Regions from separate parts of the Mus musculus genome. Here all the other regions are linked to region 5. Evidence: chromatin contacts called from public HiChIP or PLAC-seq and promoter capture Hi-C data. All regions are on one chromosome and are shown on one strand. Each heading gives the region's core, a stretch centred on a gene start, on an enhancer-like site or on the middle of the called end of the contact. The rest is flanking DNA. Distances are from core to core; before and after follow the strand shown. Region 1 overlaps Drc3 (dynein regulatory complex subunit 3). Region 2 overlaps Gid4 (GID complex subunit 4, VID24 homolog). Region 3 holds the start of Rasd1 (RAS, dexamethasone-induced 1). Region 4 has its middle 20 kb from the start of Rai1. Region 5 holds the start of Srebf1 (sterol regulatory element binding transcription factor 1). Region 6 holds the start of Myo15 (myosin XV).

The links. Promoter capture Hi-C pulls out the DNA fragments that hold promoters and counts their contacts. HiChIP or PLAC-seq counts read pairs in DNA pulled down with a chosen protein or histone mark. Capture Hi-C pulls out chosen DNA fragments and counts their contacts.
Region 1: a promoter capture Hi-C map of cranial neural crest shows a contact between it and region 5. The contact joins the enhancer-like site here to the promoter of Srebf1 in region 5. A contact is called at or near these places in 6 of 39 promoter capture datasets (cranial neural crest, embryonic stem cells, hematopoietic stem and progenitor cells and 3 more), 2 of 484 Hi-C or Micro-C datasets (embryonic stem cells and nephron progenitors), 7 of 115 datasets of contacts at active chromatin or transcription factors (the SCID.adh cell line, embryonic basal ganglia, embryonic forebrain and 4 more) and 2 of 9 other capture datasets (adipose tissue and liver).
Region 2: a contact with region 5 is called in an H3K4me3 HiChIP or PLAC-seq map of bone marrow-derived macrophages, with 2.7 times the contacts expected there. The contact joins the enhancer-like site here to the promoter of Srebf1 in region 5. A contact is called at or near these places in 4 of 39 promoter capture datasets (the C10 cell line, the HPC-7 cell line, cranial neural crest and 1 more), 3 of 484 Hi-C or Micro-C datasets (CD4 T cells, bone marrow-derived macrophages and myocytes), 15 of 115 datasets of contacts at active chromatin or transcription factors (CD8 T cells, the HPC-7 cell line, the SCID.adh cell line and 9 more) and 1 of 9 other capture datasets (adipose tissue).
Region 3: a promoter capture Hi-C map of liver shows a contact between it and region 5. The contact joins the promoter of Rasd1 here to the promoter of Srebf1 in region 5. A contact is called at or near these places in 4 of 39 promoter capture datasets (the C10 cell line, cranial neural crest, embryonic stem cells and 1 more), 1 of 484 Hi-C or Micro-C datasets (nephron progenitors), 5 of 115 datasets of contacts at active chromatin or transcription factors (bone marrow-derived macrophages, effector CD8 T cells, embryonic stem cells and 2 more) and 2 of 9 other capture datasets (liver and pancreatic islet).
Region 4: a contact with region 5 is called in an H3K4me3 HiChIP or PLAC-seq map of the SCID.adh cell line, with 19 read pairs. The contact joins the enhancer-like site here to the promoter of Srebf1 in region 5. A contact is called at or near these places in 8 of 39 promoter capture datasets (the C10 cell line, the HPC-7 cell line, HPC-7-derived erythroid cells and 5 more), 1 of 484 Hi-C or Micro-C datasets (bone marrow-derived macrophages), 32 of 115 datasets of contacts at active chromatin or transcription factors (the 230-238 cell line, the HPC-7 cell line, the NIH/3T3 cell line and 19 more) and 5 of 9 other capture datasets (adipose tissue, embryonic stem cells, liver and 2 more).
Region 6: an H3K4me3 HiChIP or PLAC-seq map of bone marrow-derived macrophages shows a contact between it and region 5, with 2.9 times the contacts expected there. The contact joins the promoter of Myo15 here to the promoter of Srebf1 in region 5. A contact is called at or near these places in 1 of 484 Hi-C or Micro-C datasets (the G1E-ER4 cell line), 6 of 115 datasets of contacts at active chromatin or transcription factors (bone marrow-derived macrophages and embryonic stem cells) and 3 of 9 other capture datasets (adipose tissue, liver and pancreatic islet).

The regions. Positions count from the first base shown.
Region 1 is chr11:60,383,525-60,387,087 of GRCm38.p6, reverse strand. It overlaps Drc3 (dynein regulatory complex subunit 3), which reads right to left. Exons shown (of 14, transcript NM_029044.2): 10 at 2,743-2,874. Among named protein-coding and RNA genes, the nearest start is that of Atpaf2, 32 kb to the left of the region's middle. Within about 2 kb of position 1,802, at least 66 of the 459 cell types and tissues checked have an H3K27ac peak or open chromatin away from gene starts, as enhancers often do. A contact at or near this core is called in embryonic forebrain and forebrain, where this site is marked.
Region 2 is chr11:60,435,292-60,438,419 of GRCm38.p6, reverse strand. Gid4 (GID complex subunit 4, VID24 homolog) reads right to left here. Exons shown (of 6, transcript NM_025757.4): 4 at 1,971-2,072. Among named protein-coding and RNA genes, the nearest start is that of Drg2, 18 kb to the left of the region's middle. Within about 2 kb of position 1,604, at least 52 of the 459 cell types and tissues checked have an H3K27ac peak or open chromatin away from gene starts, as enhancers often do. A contact at or near this core is called in bone marrow-derived macrophages and myocytes, where this site is marked.
Region 3 is chr11:59,962,958-59,966,371 of GRCm38.p6, reverse strand. It overlaps Rasd1 (RAS, dexamethasone-induced 1), which reads left to right and starts at 1,428. Exons shown (of 2, transcript NM_009026.5): 1 at 1,428-1,852; 2 at 2,006-3,191. The coding sequence starts at 1,567. The coding sequence ends at 2,562. Med9 (mediator complex subunit 9) reads right to left here. Exons shown (of 2, transcript NM_138675.3): 2 at 3,066-3,414.
Region 4 is chr11:60,083,589-60,087,082 of GRCm38.p6, reverse strand. No RefSeq gene overlaps it. Among named protein-coding and RNA genes, the nearest start is that of Rai1, 20 kb to the left of the region's middle. Within about 2 kb of position 1,707, at least 22 of the 459 cell types and tissues checked have an H3K27ac peak or open chromatin away from gene starts, as enhancers often do. A contact at or near this core is called in the 230-238 cell line and pro-B cells, where this site is marked.
Region 5 is chr11:60,219,153-60,222,650 of GRCm38.p6, reverse strand. It overlaps Srebf1 (sterol regulatory element binding transcription factor 1), which reads left to right and starts at 2,024. Exons shown (of 19, transcript NM_011480.4): 1 at 2,024-2,198. The coding sequence starts at 2,108.
Region 6 is chr11:60,467,393-60,470,590 of GRCm38.p6, reverse strand. It overlaps Myo15 (myosin XV), which reads right to left and starts at 1,252. Exons shown (of 65, transcript NM_001103171.1): 1 at 1,165-1,252. It overlaps Drg2 (developmentally regulated GTP binding protein 2), which reads right to left. Exons shown (of 13, transcript NM_021354.2): 12 at 2,853-2,906; 13 at 1,837-2,527. The coding sequence ends at 2,441.

The sequences.
Region 1 (3,563 bases), core at 553-3,052, 160 kb before region 5:
TCCCGAGTGCTGGGATTAAAGGCGTGCGCCACCACGCCCGGCAAATCACAGACTCCTTGCCTTTGTAGGGCAGATGGCTAAGGACTGACCCTTGCCCCTGCCCCTCACCCGCTCCCAGAGTTCTGTCGCTTTCCAGTCTCAGTTCACCACCCCCTTGAATGTTCATGTTGTCACTATTGCTTTTTTTTTTTTTTTAGATTTACTTATTGTATGCATTTGAATATTTTGCCTGCATGTATGTGTATGTGCCATGTGTCTGCCTGGTGCCTACAGAAGTCAGAAAGAGGCACTGTATCCTCTAGAACTGGAGCTACCAACTTTGAGAGCTGCCATGAGGGTTCTAGGAACCAAAGTCAGGCCCTCTGCAAGAGCAACAAGTGCTTTTAACCAATAAGCATCTCTATGGCTACTGCCACTGGGTTTTAGGTGGGTTTTTTGTTTGTTTTTGTTTTTTTTTTTGTTTTGTGTGTGTGTGTGTGTGGTTTTGTTTGTTTTTGTTTTGTTTTGTTTTGTTTTCGAGACAGAGTTTCTCTGTGTAGCCCTGGCTGTCCTGGAACTCACTCTGTAGACCAGGCTGGCCTCGAACTCAGAAATCCGCCTGCCTCTGCCTCCCAAGTGCTGTGATTAAAATCGTGAGCTACCACTGCCCGGCTGTTTTTTTTGTTTTGTTTTGTTTTATTTTTTTAATTTACACTTCTCTCTCTCTCTCTCTCTCTCTCTCTCTGTGTGTGTGTGTGTGTGTGTGTGTGTGTGTGTGTGTGCGTGTGTAGGTCAGAGGACAGTTTGCTGGAGTCTGTCCTTTCCTTAACCACACGGGTCCCTGGAATCAAACTGAGGTCATCAGGCTTGGTGATAAGAACCTTTCTCCACTGAGCAGGACCATCTTGCCAGCCCTGTCCTGGGCCTCTTGCCCATGTAGCTGCCTCCACCAGGACCAAATATCCTGGCCGCACCCCCTCCCCCCTGAATGAAGCCTTTCCTTCTAGGCCTCTCAGCAGCATCTGCCCATCCTCTCCACAAGGGCCATGGAGAGCAATTTCGAGAGCCAGCTCTATTCCAGAGAGCTCATTTAATCTCTCTCGGCCTCTACTTCCTCACATATGAGACAGTTTTTCTATGTAGTACCATGGTGGCTAGTGGGGTAAATGAGCTATATCATGCATAATGATTTACCACATATCTGGCAGATCCAGGAGCTTGGGTAAGTGCTGACAGTCACCCTAGACTTCCAACAACTAACTGCTGTCCCTAGTGCTTAGCAGAGCACTTGGGGCCAAAACAAATCTCAATATTGTTGAGAGAGTAATAAGAACGTGATTAGGAACCCTCCTCTGGAAGACGCTTTCCTGACCCTTCATAGCCTCAGCACTGATGCAGGGCATCACAGGAGCCCAAAACCTGTCTGTATGCAGTACAAATGAGCCCATTCTCGTGTGTGTGTGTGTGTGTGTGTGTGTGTGTGTGTGTGTGTGTGCACGCGCGCGCGCGCTCATGCACAGCATTTTGATGAATACAAGTAAGGTTGTTGGAAGCACGGACTAGAATCTTCCAGCTTCAGGTGACCAGGTGACTGGCAACATGGCCAGGATGAGAGCAAGAACCTGAGAAGTGTTTGGCCACTGAAAATAATCTCCCTGCTTGAAAGGACTGGAAGCCCCCAGCAACCCTCCCCTGCATGCACTGCTTCTGCAGTACTTGAGCAGAGCAGTTCCCAGTGGGAAACGAGCGGCTGCTGTGCTGTGCGACAGCAGATCCATTCTGCGTAGGAAGTGCCATTTGATGTGTGAGGAATTGATTAGGCACCGGCTCTTGGCCCGGCTGTGGCAGCATCTGAGGAGGTCCAATTCATCATGCAGCGTCCAGCCCCCAGCCTGGCTGCGTGCACACACACAAGTCACCCTGGCACACAGATGCTCTTGAGATGCCTGGGCTTTTTCATTCTCCCAAGTTGGGGCCAAGCGGCAGCCTCCCGACATCGCCCACCCCGAGACAGCAGGCACAGGCTGCGGCACTGATGAGCCTTTGTTTGTCTCCCGAGTGCAGGTCCACCTGTCTTATAAGCTCCTGAACTTCCCCTTGGGTCTAATAAGAAATCTGTACTCTGCTGAGCCTGTTTTAGGATGGAGGAGGGGAGATTTTCAGAGGACTGAGTTCACCTCTCATTCTCCATAAGAATCCTTTCCGAGGCAGCAAAGAGAGCAGTGTGTTCCTTTTCCTCCTGTCTCCTCTCCCTCCTCGCCCCACCCCCTCTCTTTTGCATTGCTGAGGATGGAATCCAGGGCCTTGTCTGTGCAAAGCAAGCACTGAGCTATACCCAGCCCCTGACTTTAAGGTATTTTAATAATTTTGGTAAAAGGTGATTTTGTGGTGTGTGTGTGTGTGTGTGCACATGTGTGTGTGCATGTGTGCACGTGCATGCACTCACATATGAGTATGTATACATGCTCATGCTCATTATATGGTGGGGTGTACACATTATATGTGCCTGTGGCCCTGGATGAAGGCAAAGGACAACCTCAGGCACCGTTCGCCTTTTTCTCTCGCTGGCCTGGAACTCTTCATGTTTACTAAGCCATTTGGCCAGTGAGTGCTAGTGACCCACCAGTCTCCATCTGTCCAGTCCTCTCCTGTGTGTCCACTGGGTCACACTGGACACAGGGGAGAGGAGCCTGTGGAGGGCGTGCTTGCAGGGTTCTGCAGCTGCATGCGGGGGCCCCTGGATATATGCTAGTCTGACTCTACCTCCAGCTGTTCCACCAGCTGCATCTCCAGGATCATGAGTGTGTTGAACAGCTCACCGATGCTCTCAGTGCACTCCGTCAGCTTCTTCTCGATGTTGGACAGATCAGTCTCTTCCCGGATGGCATTTAAGTTCTACAAATAGAAATCCGCACTTGGGGGGACTCAGTAGTTAACAGTGTAGTAGGAAGTGATGATTTGGTTTTATGGGTAAAAACTTAGAGTCTAGAGGTGAAGGGCCAAGTTCAAGTGTCAGCCTGCCATGTGCTAGCTCTGACAGCTCTGGGGACGCTGCCTGCTGCTCTGGCACACTGTATACAAAGGCACCTGGAAGTGGCAAGCATGAAAAGAGCACTCAGACCTACCCTTACCTCCCTGGAAGAAGAAGATGAAACTCCTGTGGGCCAGCCTCTTTCACAGTGCCAGGAGGAGGGAAGATATTCTTATCGGGAGAGATGGGAGCCAAGGTTGGGGGCAGTCTGTGCAAATCAAGCTTTAAAAACTGATTCATAGGGCTGAATAGATAGCTCAGCAGGTAAAAACACTTGCTACTTTTCCAGAGAACCTAGGGTCAATTCCCAGCACCCATATGGTAGCTCAAAACTGTAAATCCTGTTCCTGAGGCTCTGATGCCCTCTTCTGGCCTCTCTGGGTACCAGGCATGTAAGCAGGGCACGGACACACAGGCAGACAAAACACCCGTACACATAAAATAGAAATAAATAAATAAATAAATAAATAAATAAATAAATAAAGACTCATAGCAGGCATGATGGCACATGCGTGTAACCCCGGCACTTGTGCGACAGAGAGAGCAAATGAAA
Region 2 (3,128 bases), core at 355-2,854, 220 kb before region 5:
CAAGACCTTCCCTTTCCAGTAAGACACCAGAGAGTTCTAAAGACTGCTAGAAACAAAACAATTAATAACAAAAGCCCCCAAACAAGACAAAAAACCATGATCACATGGTCCTATTCAACTGCTGGGTTTCTGCCTGGTTTGGGGGTGGTGTTCACGGTTACTGCAGTATCCTACCTACTGTGGTAAGCCCACAGAAACATAGCTCTGGATCTAACCGACCAATCCATACTACTTTCCTGCCTACTTGCCTACCCACCTGGTACCTCTTGGAGACCATTGACAGAATAACCTAGAAAGAATAAATTTCAGTTCTGGTTCCCAGGACCTGTCACTGGGTTTTGATTGCCTCTAACAATGAGGTAAGCACATCTACTGGAGTTTCTGGTCAGACTGAATTAAGAATGCCCATGATACCTCACCAAAGCCAAGAAACAGCACCATTTGTGCCACAAAGACAGGCATCTGCCATCTAAACTGGCAACAAGCAGTGAAAGGCTATGCCCTTGCTCCTGGTCTCTGGGAGACAGAGTCAGAAGCCCAGGGCGTCAGGTGACCGGACAAAAGAGAAATTATCTGGAGACAAATCCACTGCTTTAACAAACTTTTTATTTAATTTTCAATGCTGGGATGAAACTCAGGACTTTGTGCGTGCTAGACAAATGCTCTACCACAAACACTCTCCATCTTCTCCAGTATTTTTTTTTTTAATGGACACTCTTTTCTCCCTTTTTCAACCTTCAAATATCATTTTAAAGTTTAATTTAGGGCTGAGGTCTAGCTTAGTAGTAGAACATTTGCCTAGCATGTGAAAACCCTGAGTTACTTCCTCAGCACAGGAAAAAATAATAATCTAAAAATCAGAGCTGGTGCTTTCAAGGATTTGTTGGTATGTTTCCCACTGTAGAGAAGGCTGAGGCAGGAGGCTCAGCAGGTGCTGGATAACAGAGTGAGCTAATACACATTGGATGGCAGAGGGACTAGAGAGGGAAGCTCGCTGTGAGCTATCCAGTGACTGTCTAGTGAAAAAATGATAGCCCATATCCAAAATGATCAGTCACAAAGCACAGACAGCAAGCAAATGGTACTTTACCTGCCTGACCTTTTTTGTTTCTTTTTTCTTTTAATTTTATTTATTTTATGTACATGAGTACTCTGTAGCTGACTTCAAACACACCAGTAGAGGGCATCAGATCCCATTATAGATGGTTATGAGCCAGCATGTAGTTTCTGGGAATTGAACTCAGGACCTCTGGAAGAGCAGTCAGTGCTCTTAACCGCTGAGTCGTCTCTCCAGCCCTAGCTGCCTGATCTTTATGAACACTGTAATATACTGTCATATTGAAGTAGCTTTCTGTCTCCTTTATTTATCAGACAATGGGGACTGGAGATGCTACGTGGACTTGCATTCATGTGGTTGTAGACAGCATATTGCCACGAGAGGCATAGGACTCTCAGGCAAAGACCAATCCATTGAAACCCTAGAGGGAGTCAAGGGCTCATGCTCCACTCCTGGCTCCTCATTTCCTGAGCTGTGGGAAGCAGAAGCCCTTGGTAGAGGATGTGGTTGGAGAGCAGTCATTCTGATGACATTTAAGCTCCTGGCAGGAACAGGACGCAGTGATGACTAGGTTCAAGCAGTTTCCCTGAGTCCCCAGAACACTTGGATGACTCAGCCTGGAGGCTCACAGGATTCTTGGGTGAAAAAAGAGGATACTGGTCAGCGGTGCCTACTGGCATAAATATGCCTGCTGCCCACTAAACAGCATAACCAGTTTACTAAGGTGTGCTCTGCAGCTACCACACCACTGGTGCTTACAAGTATGTAGGTACCCTGTCATGAAGACACGGCATTAAGCAACCAGCATGGAGGGTCCCTGTGGGGAGGGCATAACCTGCAAGAAGAAGTGTGTGTGGGTGCTCTAGAATCTGGCATATGGGTGTTTCGGGAGATGGCCTGGGCAGAATCTTACCTTCCACCTCATGAAGACATAATCCCCATTTTTCAGTTCTTCATAATCAAAGTCGTCTGAATTAAATGATTTTGCATACTGATAAAAAGCCAGAAACTTGCCCTAAAAACAACAGAAAGAAGAGTCTCAGTGATCCATACAAGGAAAGGTGGGTGTCTGAGCTCATGAGAGGACAGCTAGATGGACAAAGAGCTACTTGATTGTGTGCCCAGTAAACACAGCCAGTGGATAAGGTCTAAAGGGTGAGAATGGGCACAGTTCTAGAGTACCCCATCAGAACATATAAAGTAAAAATGGACTAGTGGGACTTCAGCAAAGAAATATAGAGTGGCGCTGGGCATGGTGGCACACACCTTTAATCCCAAACCTCAGGAAGTAGAGATCTCTCTGAGTTCAAGGCCTACCTTGTCTACATAGTTCCAGGCCAGCCAGAACTACATAATGAGACCCTGTCTCAAACACAACAAAACAAAAATACGGATGGGCGAGGACTGTCAAGGTAAGTCCCAGCACTGGGAAGGCTGGAGATAGGAGGATCAAGAGCACAGTGTTATGTTCAGCTACACAGGGATTCAACGCCAGCCTAGAATACATAGCTTACAAAACAAAATGGTGTTGGACAAGGGAGTATGTGACTTTCCTTTTTTCTTTTCTTTCTTTCTTTTTTTTTTTTTTTTGGTTCCTGGCTGGCGTGGAACTCAGAGAACCGCCTGCCTCTGCCTCCCAAGTGCTGGATTAAAGGCGTGCGCTACTACACCTGGCTGGTAGTATGTACTTTTAATTCTAGTATACGTGGGAGGTGGAGTCAAGAGGATTCCTGAGTTCAAGATTAGTTTGGTCTACATAGTAAGTTCTATACCAGCCAGGGCAACAGAGAAGTTCTGTTTTACCCAAACAAAAGACAAACACAAACAAAGGGACTGAGGAGATGGCTCAGTTGGTAAAGTACCTTGAGCTTAGATCCCTAATGCCCACATAAAAGCCAGGAAGGATGTATACACCTACAATGCTAGAGTTGCTCTCAGTTTAGAGAGAGACTGCCTCAAAAAAATGTGCAGAACTATAGAGGAAGATATCTGGTGTCGACCTCTGGCTCTATGTACATGCATAGCCACACCCTCCTACAAGGAACCTATACACTGTCTATCTATCTACTTA
Region 3 (3,414 bases), core at 179-2,678, 260 kb after region 5:
AGGAAGGGAAGACTGGGAGCCAGGTGGCCAGCAGCGTGCTTCCCTGTGCTTCAGTTCCCCCATCTGTTAAATGCAGAGTGTTGCTTCTCTGTCTCCAGGGAGAGCATTATCATTTAGCACAGGGACCACCAAATCAATACACCTACGTTGCATGGGCTCCAGGCAGGATGCCCACTGCTGATCTAGAGACTGGGTTTCTGTTGAAATCCTGGATCATAGTGCAAGCATCTGGATGGGTGGGAATGACTTTAGCCCTGCCTGTGGGACACCAAGACTGCCTGGATGGGCAAGGGGCATTTGTCAGCCACTCGGTCTCTGGGCCTCTCCTAAATAAGACGAGGTCAGAGCAGAATAAACACAGCTCACCTGTGTCGTCAGTTACAAGCAGCAGACGCGTCCCGTTTCTCCTCAAGCATCACTCAGTCCTGGTTACTGATCAACCTGCCACCGGCTTCCTCCCCTAGGCAGCCTCCCTGATACTATACTTTTATTGTTCTGACCAGGCCCTGGTCTCGGAACGTGTTTGTACTTAATCTTTACAATCAAGGAACCAGTGTCATCTTTCAGAAAGGGAAACTGAACTACAGTGAAGGTTGTGCTTCCAGGCCTCCTCTGAGATCATCGGCCCCAGTCAGCCACCTCAGTGCAAAATGACGATGAATTGGCCCACGAGAGGGGAAAGTCCCGAAAGCCATAGGAGGCTGTAGGTACTCTGGCCTGTTTTGATTTTTTTTTTTTAAAGGGGCTTGTCTCGAAGTATGAAGTCAGGTACAGACTCTCCTCTACTGAGGTCCCCATCGATCAGATTCTCTCTAGTTGGGAAAGTAGAGCACAGGAAGTCCATGACAGCGCTCCCCGTCAGGGTCCCCAGCCAGCCTCCTGCCCCTCTCCAGAGTGGCCACAACCTTAGGCATCCCAGCGGGTCCGTGGGGCTCCCTGCTTCCCTCTGGTGGCTGAAGCGCAAAGCGCGGACGATAACATAGAAAACCCACAAACACCGGACACTAAGCCCAGGAGAGCACCAAGAGTCCGGGGACCTAAGGGGTTGGCCCTGGGGCAAATGTCCAGCAAATCTGTTGCTATCATCAGATAATATTTTTTGGGGAAACTAAGGCCCAAGAAAAGTGGGTGTCTGTGCACTAGTGTTAAGAGAATGGAGATCCCAGAGGTAAGTGAATCAAAGGCACAGCCAGGACCTCTGCGGCCAAAAGTGGGAAGCGCCGGATCCCACTGGCCGTAGTTTGGATTTAGTTTTCCTTTCAGCGCACGTAGGTCTGAAGAGGAGCCTCAGGCTCCAAGGCGGAGGTCGCTGCGTCTAGGAGGAGCTGGGCGCGTCCGGGGGCGGGACGTGACGCACCTTAGCTGGGAGGTGCCTGGCCGGGCTTCGGCCAACTGAATATAAGGGCGGTGTGGGGCGCGGAAAGCCTGAGCCTGCTGTCTGTACCCAAGAGCCCAGACCAGCTCGCGCAGTCCCGAAGCCAAGCTCTTCCGTCACTCCGGAGTTCTCTGCAGCCCTCTCTCTACCTTCTCTCGGCCACGCATCCGCCCCTGGGGCCCCTCTACCCAATGAAACTGGCCGCGATGATCAAGAAGATGTGCCCAAGCGACTCTGAACTGAGTATCCCGGCCAAGAACTGCTACAGGATGGTCATCCTCGGCTCATCCAAAGTGGGCAAGACGGCCATTGTGTCGCGCTTCCTCACGGGCCGTTTCGAGGATGCTTACACCCCTACCATCGAGGACTTCCACCGAAAGTTTTACTCGATCCGCGGCGAAGTCTACCAGTTGGACATACTGGACACATCCGGCAATCATCCGTTTCCCGCCATGCGGCGCCTCTCTATCCTCACAGGTGAGTGGGGAGTCGACGGGGATAGGGGGACCGGAGTCTTGAGGGGAGTGGATGGGGCTGGTGTGTTGTGCTTGGGGCTTGCCCCTTCACCTGGGGTGTCTGCAGCTCTGTGCCTGGCAGCTGTCCTCACCTTTCCCACTCGTTCCCTTATAGGAGACGTTTTCATTCTGGTGTTCAGCTTAGACAACCGCGACTCATTCGAAGAGGTGCAAAGGCTCAAACAGCAGATCCTAGACACCAAGTCCTGTCTCAAGAACAAAACCAAAGAGAATGTGGACGTGCCGCTGGTCATTTGCGGTAACAAAGGGGACCGGGACTTCTACCGGGAAGTAGAGCAGCGGGAGATTGAGCAGCTGGTGGGTGACGACCCTCAGCGTTGTGCCTACTTCGAGATCTCAGCCAAGAAGAACAGCAGCTTGGACCAGATGTTCCGTGCGCTCTTTGCCATGGCCAAGCTGCCTAGCGAGATGAGCCCCGACTTGCACCGCAAGGTATCTGTGCAGTACTGCGACGTACTGCACAAGAAGGCTCTGAGGAACAAGAAGCTTCTGCGTGCGGGCAGCGGAGGCGGGGGCGACCACGGCGATGCCTTTGGCATCTTGGCGCCCTTTGCTCGCAGACCCAGCGTGCACAGCGACCTCATGTACATTCGTGAAAAAACCAGTGTCGGCAGCCAGGCTAAGGACAAGGAGCGCTGTGTCATCAGTTAGGAGCCCCCAGGGTCAGCCACACAACCTGAGGACCTTTTTTGTTCAAAAGTCAAATCGGATTCCTGGACTAGCGGTCCGTGCCACAGGAGCGCCAATTGGCCTTCTCCTTCCCTCCCTGAGACCCAGCCCGGGGAGACCAAGCCAGTAAGGGACAGTCACCTGCTGTGAAAGGAAAGAGAACTAGCTAAGACAGGAGCTGTCACCTCCGATTCTGGGATGCCAGGACCCAGCAGAGGGGCGCTTGGCATTTTTCTCAAGAGGTTTGAGAAAAAGCGTGTGAAGTTCATCAGCCTGTGAGACTTAAAGTAACTGTCCTGCTCGCTTCAGGGCAGGACTAATAATAGGGCATTATCTTGTCTGTGATTGGTGTTGCCATGGCCGCTGTCAGCCACCTCTGTCCTCAGCAAACTGGAAACTTTGGCTGGAGGTGGGGGGGGGGGGTGTTCAATCATAGCCAAGTGACTTGTTTACATGTGTGTGTGCAATTACCCAAAAGAAAAACAAAACACAAAACTTGCACTTTAATAGTTCCAGTGTCAATGTGACATGAACAAAATCTCTACATTTCTATTGTGTGAGGTCTTTATTATTATTTTTTATTTAAAATAAAATAATTTAGAAACGGAAAATGGTGCTTTGCTTTTAGGTTTCCTGCCTCAGTGCTCAGTGCCAGTGGCCAAGAACTGGAGAGGGACCTGGCTTTCGGAAAATGGCCTCCCACTTCCAAGTGGGACCTGCTCTAGACCTCCTGGCTCTGTTTACCCTCTGCCTCACTTGGCCTATACCAGGGGGCCTTGTTTTGGAGAATATTCATACTCTCCTCCACAGGCCACCTGCTAATCATGGCAGGTG
Region 4 (3,494 bases), core at 458-2,957, 140 kb after region 5:
TGTGAGCCAGGCTTGCAGATGGATACCTTGCTTTGCCTTGCTTGTCTCTCCAGCATTTGCAAAAGCTGCTATCTCTGCTGTTCACCCAGACATTAGGAAGTCAGGACTCAGCTCTGAGGCCTGGCCAGGACCTCTATTCACTATGGCATCCTCCCAGTCTTGCAAAGCTGGAGGCTGCGTCCAGGGGTGTTGCTGAGAGATTTGTGTCTTTCCAGGAGGAGGAGCCTTGGCCAAACTCCCTTCTTCCTGGCCAAGGGAGTCAGTGCCTTTACTGGCCAGAGTCAAGTTCACATCTGGCTGGGAGCTTAGCAACCTCACTGTTTAGAAATGTATTTGAAAAGGTTGAAGAAGTTAGAGCTCTGGGCCTCTCAACCATGGTCAGTTAGGACTCAATGTTCAATGTCCCTAGAGGTCTGTGATGGCTTGTATATGCTTGGCCCAAGGAGTGGCACTACTATGAGGCATGGCCTTGTTGGAGTAGGTGTGCCACTGTGGGCATGGACTTAAGACCGTCACCCTAGCTGCCTGGAAGTCAGTCTGCCACTAGGAGCCTTCAGATGAAGAGGTAGAACTCTCAACTCCTCCTACACTATACCTGCCTGGACGCTGCCATGCTCCCACCTTGATGATAATGGACTGGACCTCTGAACCTGTAAGCCAGCCCCAATGAAATGTTGTCCTTTATAAGAGTTGTATCGGTCATGGTGTCTGTTCACAGCAGTAAAACCCTAACTAAGACAAGGTCCACAAGCTAAAGCTTGTCCACCGGCCTGCAGGTGGTGGTGGGGCATAAGAAGGTAGTCCCCATGGAGAGGAAGTTAAGTCACCGGTGGTACTCCCCTAGAAAGAACCTGGGATCCTGCTTCCTTGCTTTCTAGACACTAAGAGGTAGTCAACTCTGTCAGACTCTCTTGATTCCATCATGATGCTCTGCTTCATCACAATAGACCAACCAACTGTGGACCGGAAGCTCTCAGACCTTGGTATCACAGGAGCTTTGTCACAGTGATGAACACTGACACATCCACCGAGGCGAGGATGGGAAAGGCATACATTTATGAATGGGAATGAGTCTGGGAGAAGGATGATGGATGAGTAAAGAGACAGAGCTACCAAAGGCTCTAGGGGAGGAGCCGCTGAGCAGAAGAGCCAGCCAGAGCCAAAGGTAGCATTAGCTTAGGGAAAAAATGACAGAACGAGGCAGGAGAGGGAGGGGAGGAGATGAGAGTTCCATGGTGGAGCCACAGACTGAATAGAACCCTCCCAAAATTCCCATGCACCCAGGTACTTGGAATGTGACTCTTTTCGTCGGTTTTACAGTACTCTAACAGAATACCACAGAAAAGAAATGCGATACTAATTATCATGTGTATTGTATATTGAATGTGTTTATGTTCTTAATATAAACCTTCTATAATACAAAACTTAGGAGAACATTTTGCCAAGCTGATGTCTTCCAGACTAGTTTCCTTTTCTTTCCTTCCCTCCCTCTCTCCCTCTCTCCCTCCATTCTTTCCTGGTTTCATGTAGCCCAGGCTAGCCTTGTACTTGTTATGTAGCCGAGGATGAACCTTGAACTCCTTCTGATTCTCCTGCTTCTGACTGCTAAGTACTGGGATCAAAGCTGTGTGCCCCCACACCCACTGAAGCAGACTGCTCAGTGTGAAGTTTCCCGGGCTTGTGTTCATGTGCCTCTAATTACATTATGGCTTGTCCTCTTTAAGCAACGATAACTCGACATGTTCAGATACTGCACTTCATAAAGAACCTCTTTGGTGAGGAAAAGGTATTAGACATTGGTCATCTAGGGAGGGTAGCTGTAAACAAGCACATTTTACTTTATTTCAAAGACAGCTTGTTCTCCTGGGCAAGTCCCCAAAGGACTCTGTGCCCCACAGAGACACGTGTGCATCATGCTCACTGCTGCTCTGTTCACAATAATAAGGAACTGTAACTATCTTAGTTAACCACCAACAGATGAGCGGGTCGTGTGGTTCATATACACAGTGGAGTTTTATTTGGCTGTAAAAAACAAACAAACTGTGATCACAAAATTTGCAGGAAGGTGGGAAAATCAGTTTGTTTATTCTTTAAAACAAACAAAAAAACAAACACAATGATTGATAGTACTGGAGAGATGGCTCAGTGGTTAAGAGTTAAGAGCACTGGTTGCTCTTCTAAAGGATTGGAGTTCGATTCCTACACTTGATCTTAGCCAAAAAGCTGAGATGAGATGGAGTTCGAGTCCTAGCATCAGTATACCAACCTTTAACTCCAATCCCAGGGGATCCACCACCCCCTACTGGCCTCCATGGGTACTGCACTCATGTGGTCCACAGGCATCCATGCAAGCAAAACACCAAACCACCTAAAAATTGCAATTTAAAATGACCTTGGCATGATGCTGCACACCTTTAGTCCTAGCCCTTTGGAGACAGAGACAAAGACATGTAAAATATCTGTGAGTTGAAGGCCATCCTGGTCTACATATTGACTTCCAGACCAGCCCTAAACAGTTAAATGGGAAATTGTAGATAACCACAGCCCATTGCCCTGACTGAAACAAATGTAAGTGTGCGTCTGAGAAGAAAGGTGGGCTAGCTTGACAATCCTGGCAGAATGCTGCCGACCATAATTATCACCCTAAGCGGTTCTGTGCAACGACAAGAAATAGATTCTTTTGTCAATTACCCGTCGTTTTGATGCTTCCCTCATGAATTTACAACCCAGCTCATGGACCCTGCCTCAAGTAAGTACTAATTTTTCAAAAATGATTTTTTGAAGTTTTCTCTCCTGGCTGTGCTCTGTGTTCTCCTCGTTATGTTGTGTGCTGCGGACCTTTGACATTCTGCAGGAATGAGACTTCTCCTTTTGGATAATTTATTTAAATGTATATTGATGTGTGTCGGTGTGAGGGTGTCAGCTCCTCTGGAGCTAGAGATACTGATAGTTGTGAGCTGCCATGTGCGTGTTGGGAGTTGAACCTGGGAATTGGTCCTCTGGAAGAGCAGCCAGTGCTCTTAGCCACTGAGCCATCTCTCCAGATCCCAGAAAAGAGACTTCAAACAAAATAACCTAAGCAGTGTTTTGAGAAGCTAGGACATCACCCACAGGACAGAGAGACTTAAACTTGAGCCCAGACTCCAGGTAAGCTCCACTTCAGCTCCTAGCAGCTCCTTCTTCTATAGCTCTTTGTTGTTTGAATTTAACTAAAAGGGGAAGGGAGCAGCAAAGGTTTTCCACTTACCTTGCCCTCAACCTCCATGCAAGATCAGGCCAGATAAACTAGAACACTTTTCACCTCCGTGATGAGAGACAACCAAAGCCAGATGCTGGGCTGACTGACTAGTGATATATTTGGAGGAAACTGTTCAGAGTCCAGCGGGTAGGGAGATCCTGTCAGAATTGAAGTGAGATTACACTGGATGGGGTGGTATATTCTCATAATCTCAGAACTGGGAAGCTAAAACAGGAGGGTCCTGAGCTTGAGGCTA
Region 5 (3,498 bases), core at 775-3,274:
ACGCCTTCCTAAGGCTTTTTGGAAAGATCGGAACGAGTTAATACCAAAAAAAAAAAAAAAAAAAAAAAAGTATTCGGCATGTCACTAGCATGCCCCAAGACTGCACAATGCTGAGCCTGCTGACACAGGTAACTGTCGGTCGGGCTGAGACCCCGCCCTTCCCAGGCTCCCCAGACCAGCTTGTGTGCTGAGCGTCAAAGAGCCCAGCAAGGCAATCCAGAGAGCTTTGGTTGGAGGTCTGGGGTGTTAGACATTAGTTTTCCAAGCTTTCCGCACAGGGTAAAGATGCCCCTTGGCTGCTGTCCTAGTAAACCAATCTGTGGAGCAGAGATTTGTGTTGATCTGATCTCCCACCTTGGGCTTGGTTTTTCTTTCCTTGTCTTCCTTCCTTTCTTTTTCTTTCTTGCTTTTCGAGACAGGACAGTAGCCCTAGCTCTTGCAGCCATGAAATGTGTATTTGTGGATCTGTACACTTTACACAGTTCCAGAACAAGGCAGATCTGTTGTGATGTCCCCAAACACCTTGCCCTTTCCTGCAGAGACAGCTCTAGTAAGTTGACTGGGGAAAACCAGTGAGCCCAGCTACACATCAGGTGTGGTGCTGGTTCAGCTGACCTCTGAGTCCTTCTGGCTGGGACAGGCTATTTGAGTTTTCAGAAAACCGGGTGTCTTCTGATGGTGGGACATGGCAGGGTGACCCCAAAGCAAGGGCTCCATGTGCGTTTTATAGCCCTGCCAACTCCTGTGTAATTTTCTAGCAGCTCCTCTGAGAAAGGAACAAAAATGTGTCCTGGTGAAGCCCAGGCACACCCTCCCTCCTTGCCCCAACTAACTCTATTGGTTGGGAGGTGAAAGCAGCCGAGGTATCTGCAGTCTGAGCAAGGCAGCTTCTGGGCGGCCTGGGGCCCTGACCCTCCCTGGTTGACTCGTAGGTTCTGCCGTTGCCTCCCAACTTGCATCACCTGTGGGCCAGAATGGTCTATTCAATCCACGCCGAAGAACCTCTCCTCCCTCCCTTGCTTTACCTGTTCCTAAGTCACAGGGCCCAGGGTTCACTTTTCAGTCTTTATTCAGGCACCTGGCCTGGCCCCAGGTCACATATGACCCAGTAGCTGGGCTCAGGTCCTCAGGACCTCTGTTACAGAATTCTTTCTTTTTTTTCTTTTTTCTTCTCTCTTCTCTTCTCTTCTCTTCTTTCTTTTTGGTATCTTGAGACAAGGTTTCTTTGTATTGCCCAGGCTGTCCTGAAACTCACTCTGTAGATCATGCTGGCTTCGAACTCAGAAACCTACCTGCTTCTGCCACCCAAGTGCTGGGATTAACAGAGTGTGCCACCATGCCTGGCTCACAGAATCCCTTCTTGACTTTGAGATTCACACTTTTTCTAGATCCTTTTGGAGACACAAGTCATTCTATAGGAGTAGTACGAGCCCACTGGCCCTTCAGGTCCTCTCTGCTCCAATGGTAGGACTGATAGGATTAAGACAAGATCAGAAGTTCCAGCCACCCCCTCCTCCTGCAGGTTCTGCCTGAGAACTCTTCTCCTCTGGAGGCCCACTTCTAGACTTCTAAGCTGAGAGGGTGGACAGGTCTTATGGGCCATGCTTCTCTAACCTCTCAGCTGGCTCATAGATAATTGGACCCTGGCTACAGATGAGGAAAACAGAGGCACATAGTGGAGGGGCCCCACTGCAGGCCTGTATCTGCTGTATTTTGGACCCAGGACTGTCTGGTTCTAAACAGCAAGACTAGGAAGTGAGTTTTCTGTTCTCTGCTCCCACCCTCATGCTGGGCCCCCCATCCCTGGCCCTTTAATCTAACGATGTCTGGGCTGGGTCTAGTCCTGTGGCTTCCATTCGGTCCCTCCCTTGGCCTGATACAGAAGAAGCCAAGGCCCAGTGCCTGTGCACCCGCAGGAGATTGCTAGAAACCAGGCTCGGGCAGGCAGTCTCAACCCGCTAGGCGAGCTGTCAGGATGCAGGCTGGTGGGCGGGGCTTGATGGGAAACCCCGCCCCTCCGCTCAGGTGGCTCCGCCCGCGGAACCCAGTTTCCGGGGAACTTTTCCTTAACGTGGGCCTAGTCCGAAGCCGGGTGGGCGCCGGCGCCATGGACGAGCTGGCCTTCGGTGAGGCGGCTCTGGAACAGACACTGGCCGAGATGTGCGAACTGGACACAGCGGTTTTGAACGACATCGAAGGTGCGTGTCCCGGGGCTCCGGCGCGGCCTGTGCAGGGTCGCACGTCCGGCGAGGGCGCTTGGCCGGGAACTTTGGCGCGTGCGCACTGCGCGATCTGGCGCCTGAGATCTAGGGTTGAGCTTTCCGGACCGCAGTGGGCTAGGTTTCTGGACACGCTGAGTATCCACTCAACTTCAAGCCTGGTCCTGTGTACAGTTCACAGGCCGACCCGGGGTTTCTCATTTCTTGAGTTCACCAAAATTCCCAAGAAAGTCCACGAACCGATATTTGCATTTACCTTGGCTTGCAAGCATCTGGCTACTTTGGATTGAGGTCAGGGAGGTCTCTTTGAGTGCACTAGAGCTAAGGAGCAGCCCCCTCACCGGAAAGGAAAGATACTTTTTAGGCGGAGGGGGAGGCAAAGGCCCTTTAGGCGGGACCTGAGTTTGAGGAATTGGAAATCTGATAGAAGAGAGAAGGTGCTCTCTAGAATATTTTTCAAATTTTGTGATTCTGGGGCAGTAACTCGGATTCTAGAACATATTAACAGGCTTTCTGCGCTGAGCCACACCCCAGGCCACTTAGATCCTTTAAAACATCACTTGAACTCGCTCAGTATGATTCATCTCCCATGTCAACAACAACTACCAATTGGGCGGAGGGAAGGAGTGGCGGCGGATCTGGAGAAGAAAAAAACCCCAGCAAGTCATTGTTACTATAAGATATGTATCCATGTTAGGTGGACTGTTCAACGATCTCTGGTGGCTGTTAGCAGTTTCAAAACATTATATTTCTCTTGCTCGTTTAAGGCTGCTCCACATCCTCCTCCACCCCAGATAATCATGACTGTGTGTCTACAACTACAATGGGGCCTGTGGGATTACAGTAGATTGTGCCCCCTGATGCTCTGTTGATAGACACCTAAGCTGTTTTTTATATCCAACACAGCCTTGGACTGCTGTGCCTACGTCCTCATCAGAGACCTAAATGTGCCATCAAAGCTTGGAGTTACTGCTAGTCACCTGCCGGGCAGTGGTGGCACATGCCTTTAATCCTAGCACTTAGGAGGTAGAGGCAGGTGGACCTCTGAGTTCGAGGCCAGCCAGGGCTACACAGAGAAACCCTGTCTGGGGGGGGGGGGGCGGAGAACAAAAACTGCTAGACACTTAAGAGGAATGAAAGTTTAGAGATATCTTGGCTGACCTGAGATCCAGGCATGGTTAGGAACAGTGAGAGGAGGGATGGGAGGAGGAGAGTACAGTGTTGAGTTGTTAGAAGTTCCCTCTTGGTGTTTGGGTGTCCATCCATCCCAACATGGATA
Region 6 (3,198 bases), core at 3-2,502, 250 kb before region 5:
GGTGGGAGACACTGACAGGTGAGGCAACTGCAACTGGGAAACTGAGTCACGGAAGGGAAGTGGACAAAAGGGAAGACAGTGTGGGGCATTTAACTTTCCGGGTGAAGGTACACAGGAAGGACACTTGGGAACGCAGCGAAAAGAAATCTTTGAAAGCAAGGAGAGGTCAGAGAAAAGCAGCCCTGCTCACCCTGACCTGGGCTTTATGTCCCTAGGATTTTGAGAGAGAACTTGGGGGTTTCTGCTGAAGGATGGCTGGAATGAGAGTTACAGAAAGGGATCAGGGTGGCTAATAGTACCTTAGTGACATAGGTGAACACCCCTTACATACAGGCTTAGACTGTAGGACCAGAATGGCTAGATCACACAGCCCAGGACAGGACAGATGGGGAAACCTGAAAAACACACAGCCAGTCCAGGAGTCAAGCCAGAATCCAGTCAGAACTGTCCCCGACCCAGCTTTCATCTTTTCCAGCCGCACGGGAAGAACTGAACAGGCCTGGGCTAGGCTGCTGCTCAGGGAGCTCATGGACCAAACAGCATCTCCTAGGGCTGAGGCTTTCCCTGAAGCTGAGCAGGGAAAGCCCCTGCTGTGTGGGATTCCTTCCCTTGAGTCCTTAGGGAAAGGAGCTGAAATAAATAGCTACACCTTTACCAGTCCTGGTACCCACAAATAGCTACATCTTTACCTGTCCTGGTGTACTGCACCAATAGTTACACCTTTACCTGTCCTAGTGTACCCCACAAATAGTTACACCTTTACCTGTCCTGGTGTACCCACAAATAGCTACATCTTTACCTGTCCTGGTGTACTGCACCAATAGTTACACCTTTAACAGTCCTGGTGTACCCCACAAATAGTTACACCTTTACCTGTCCTGGTATACCCACAAATAGCTACATCTTTACCTGTCCTGGTGTACTGCACCAATAGTTACACCTTTAACAGTCCTGGTGTACCCCACAAATAACTACAACTTTACCTGCCCTGGTGTAACACCGTTGCCAAGGAGTCACACCCGCACTTTGCCCATCTCACAGAAGACAGTGAGGCTCAGAAGGGTACCCAGGAAGGCAAGGCTAAGGTTCAGCTCTGCCGCCCCTTCTCTTCTCTCTGCAATGCCGGAGCCAGTGGCAGAAGCTTAAGGACCCAGGGCCCCTTACCTGGGTCCTGTGGCTGGCTCCCAACCTGCATGCTGTTTGTTGGGGGTCCTATGTCTGCCTCCACAGAGATGGAAAGGAGGCTCAGGCTGCCACATTGACCGCCTGGGGCCCAATGTATATTTAATGACATCTATTATTCCTGTTTTGTCTCTGGAAAGCACAAGCAGCTGACATGGGAACTAGGAACAGCCTGGAAAGCAAGTAGTAGGCTGAGCTGCAGTCTGGCTCCAGCCTTAGAGCTCTCTCCCTTCCTGGTGATTATAGAGAAATAGGGTAATGCAGCCCAAAGCCCTACTTCTCAGGCAGCCAAGAGCACCTGTGCACTGTCTACAGAGAAGCACAGGACCTAGCCAGCACCATCGGGGCCTCCGGCTGCCTGAGCATCAGCTGCCCTGCACTCAGAGAAGCCTTTTGTGAATCTAACAGTCTCAAGGGCGTCCTAAGGATGCCATCTACTCTGGCAGCGGATGCTGGCCTCTAGAAAGGCCATGGGGGGCAGAGGGGACCTACAGCCTCTAGGCAGTCTTGTGCTGGGCAGATTCTGCCTTTTTCTGGTTACCCAGGCCCAGGCCAGTCCCTCAGAAGCCCAAGCTATGCCCATTCCTTTCCAGGTTCCTGCTGTCCCACTCCCCATTCCCACTGGACCAAGCACAGAAACACAAGTTCCCTAAGTCTGGTCTGGGAAGGAACCGCTTCCCCGCACCCCTTTTTTTTTTTTTTTAATTTTATTTCAGAAAGGAGGGCAGACATAGGAGCTTAGAAGGAAATGGAGCCAGACTCAGAGGTCCCACCCAGGCAGGAGGAGGCTGTTCTGGGAGGGGCTCCAAGGGGGAGGCACTTTAGGACACTTTGGCTGGGCCCTGGCTTCCATGAGGGACAGCCCTGTGTTGGGAGGACCTGTGGGAGGCTTCATCCTGAGGCCACTATGTGCTAGAGTTGTTCTCAGGAGCCTCAGGGACCCTACTTGAGCCAGGGTCAGCTTAGGTCTGGCTGGGAGGATGTGGGTAACTAAGCTCCTTGAGTGCCCGGAAGGGGCACAGGGCATGGACACAGGCTGTAGGCTGCTGAGTAAGCCTGCCACAGGCACAGGCTTTATAGGGAATGTCCTCAGCAAAGCCCTGGTCCCCAGCTTTGCCTAGCCCAACACTGTTTCTGAAGGAGCTCATGAATCAGCCACTCAAGAATCGCTTCCTGGGGTTTATGTTTGTACTTTTCCCGTTTGTGTGTTCCAGGGAGGCCGAGTTCCCGGGAGCCAAGCTGCAGGAAGGTGTCGTGACTACTTCTTCACAATCTGGATGACGTCCTCATGCTCCATAGTGTGGGTCAGGCCTACCCGCTGTGGGCTGTACTTGGTGCTGGTACCCTGATGGAAGAGGGCAGAGGGGACACGTTAGTCTCTGGGTGGCCAAGGCTGCAGAGGACGACAGCAGGATGCAGGGGGAGGGGGTAAATGCCAAGGAAGTAGGAGCTCCTACAGTGCAAACTCTGTGGGCCTAGGCAGGGACAGATCCCACTTAAGTCTTAGAGATGGAGAGACCTACTTCCAACTCTGGTTATTCATGGGGTAGGACAGACAGACACAAGGGTCCCCAATGCAGAGGGGCAGTGCTGCTGCTGGGAATGTTGTGCTGAGCCTAACCCTGAGGATGCTGGGTCTAGCCTGCCACCCAGCTCCTGCCCAGACTTACCCACACCAAGGCGTACTTGAACTGGCTGGCCAGTGACCGATGGATGCGGTGGCACTATGGGACAGGAAAGTCAGGGAGATGAGGCCCTGAAACTGGGCCCTGTGCTGAGCAGCCATCCCACATGAGGTACTTTGACAGTCCAAGCCATGAGTAAGGCAGCCATAGGCCCCATAAGCATGGTCCTTTGCTTCACCCTACCCACACCCAGCTCTAAGCAGCTTTGAAATCACACCCAGGAACGTTTCTGCAGGTATAGCCCTCCGACTGCCTCTTCTGGACAACCGCACACATGTTCCCTTAGAAAAGGTCGGGAAGGCTTTTCTAGAACACCCACCCTGCCACTGTC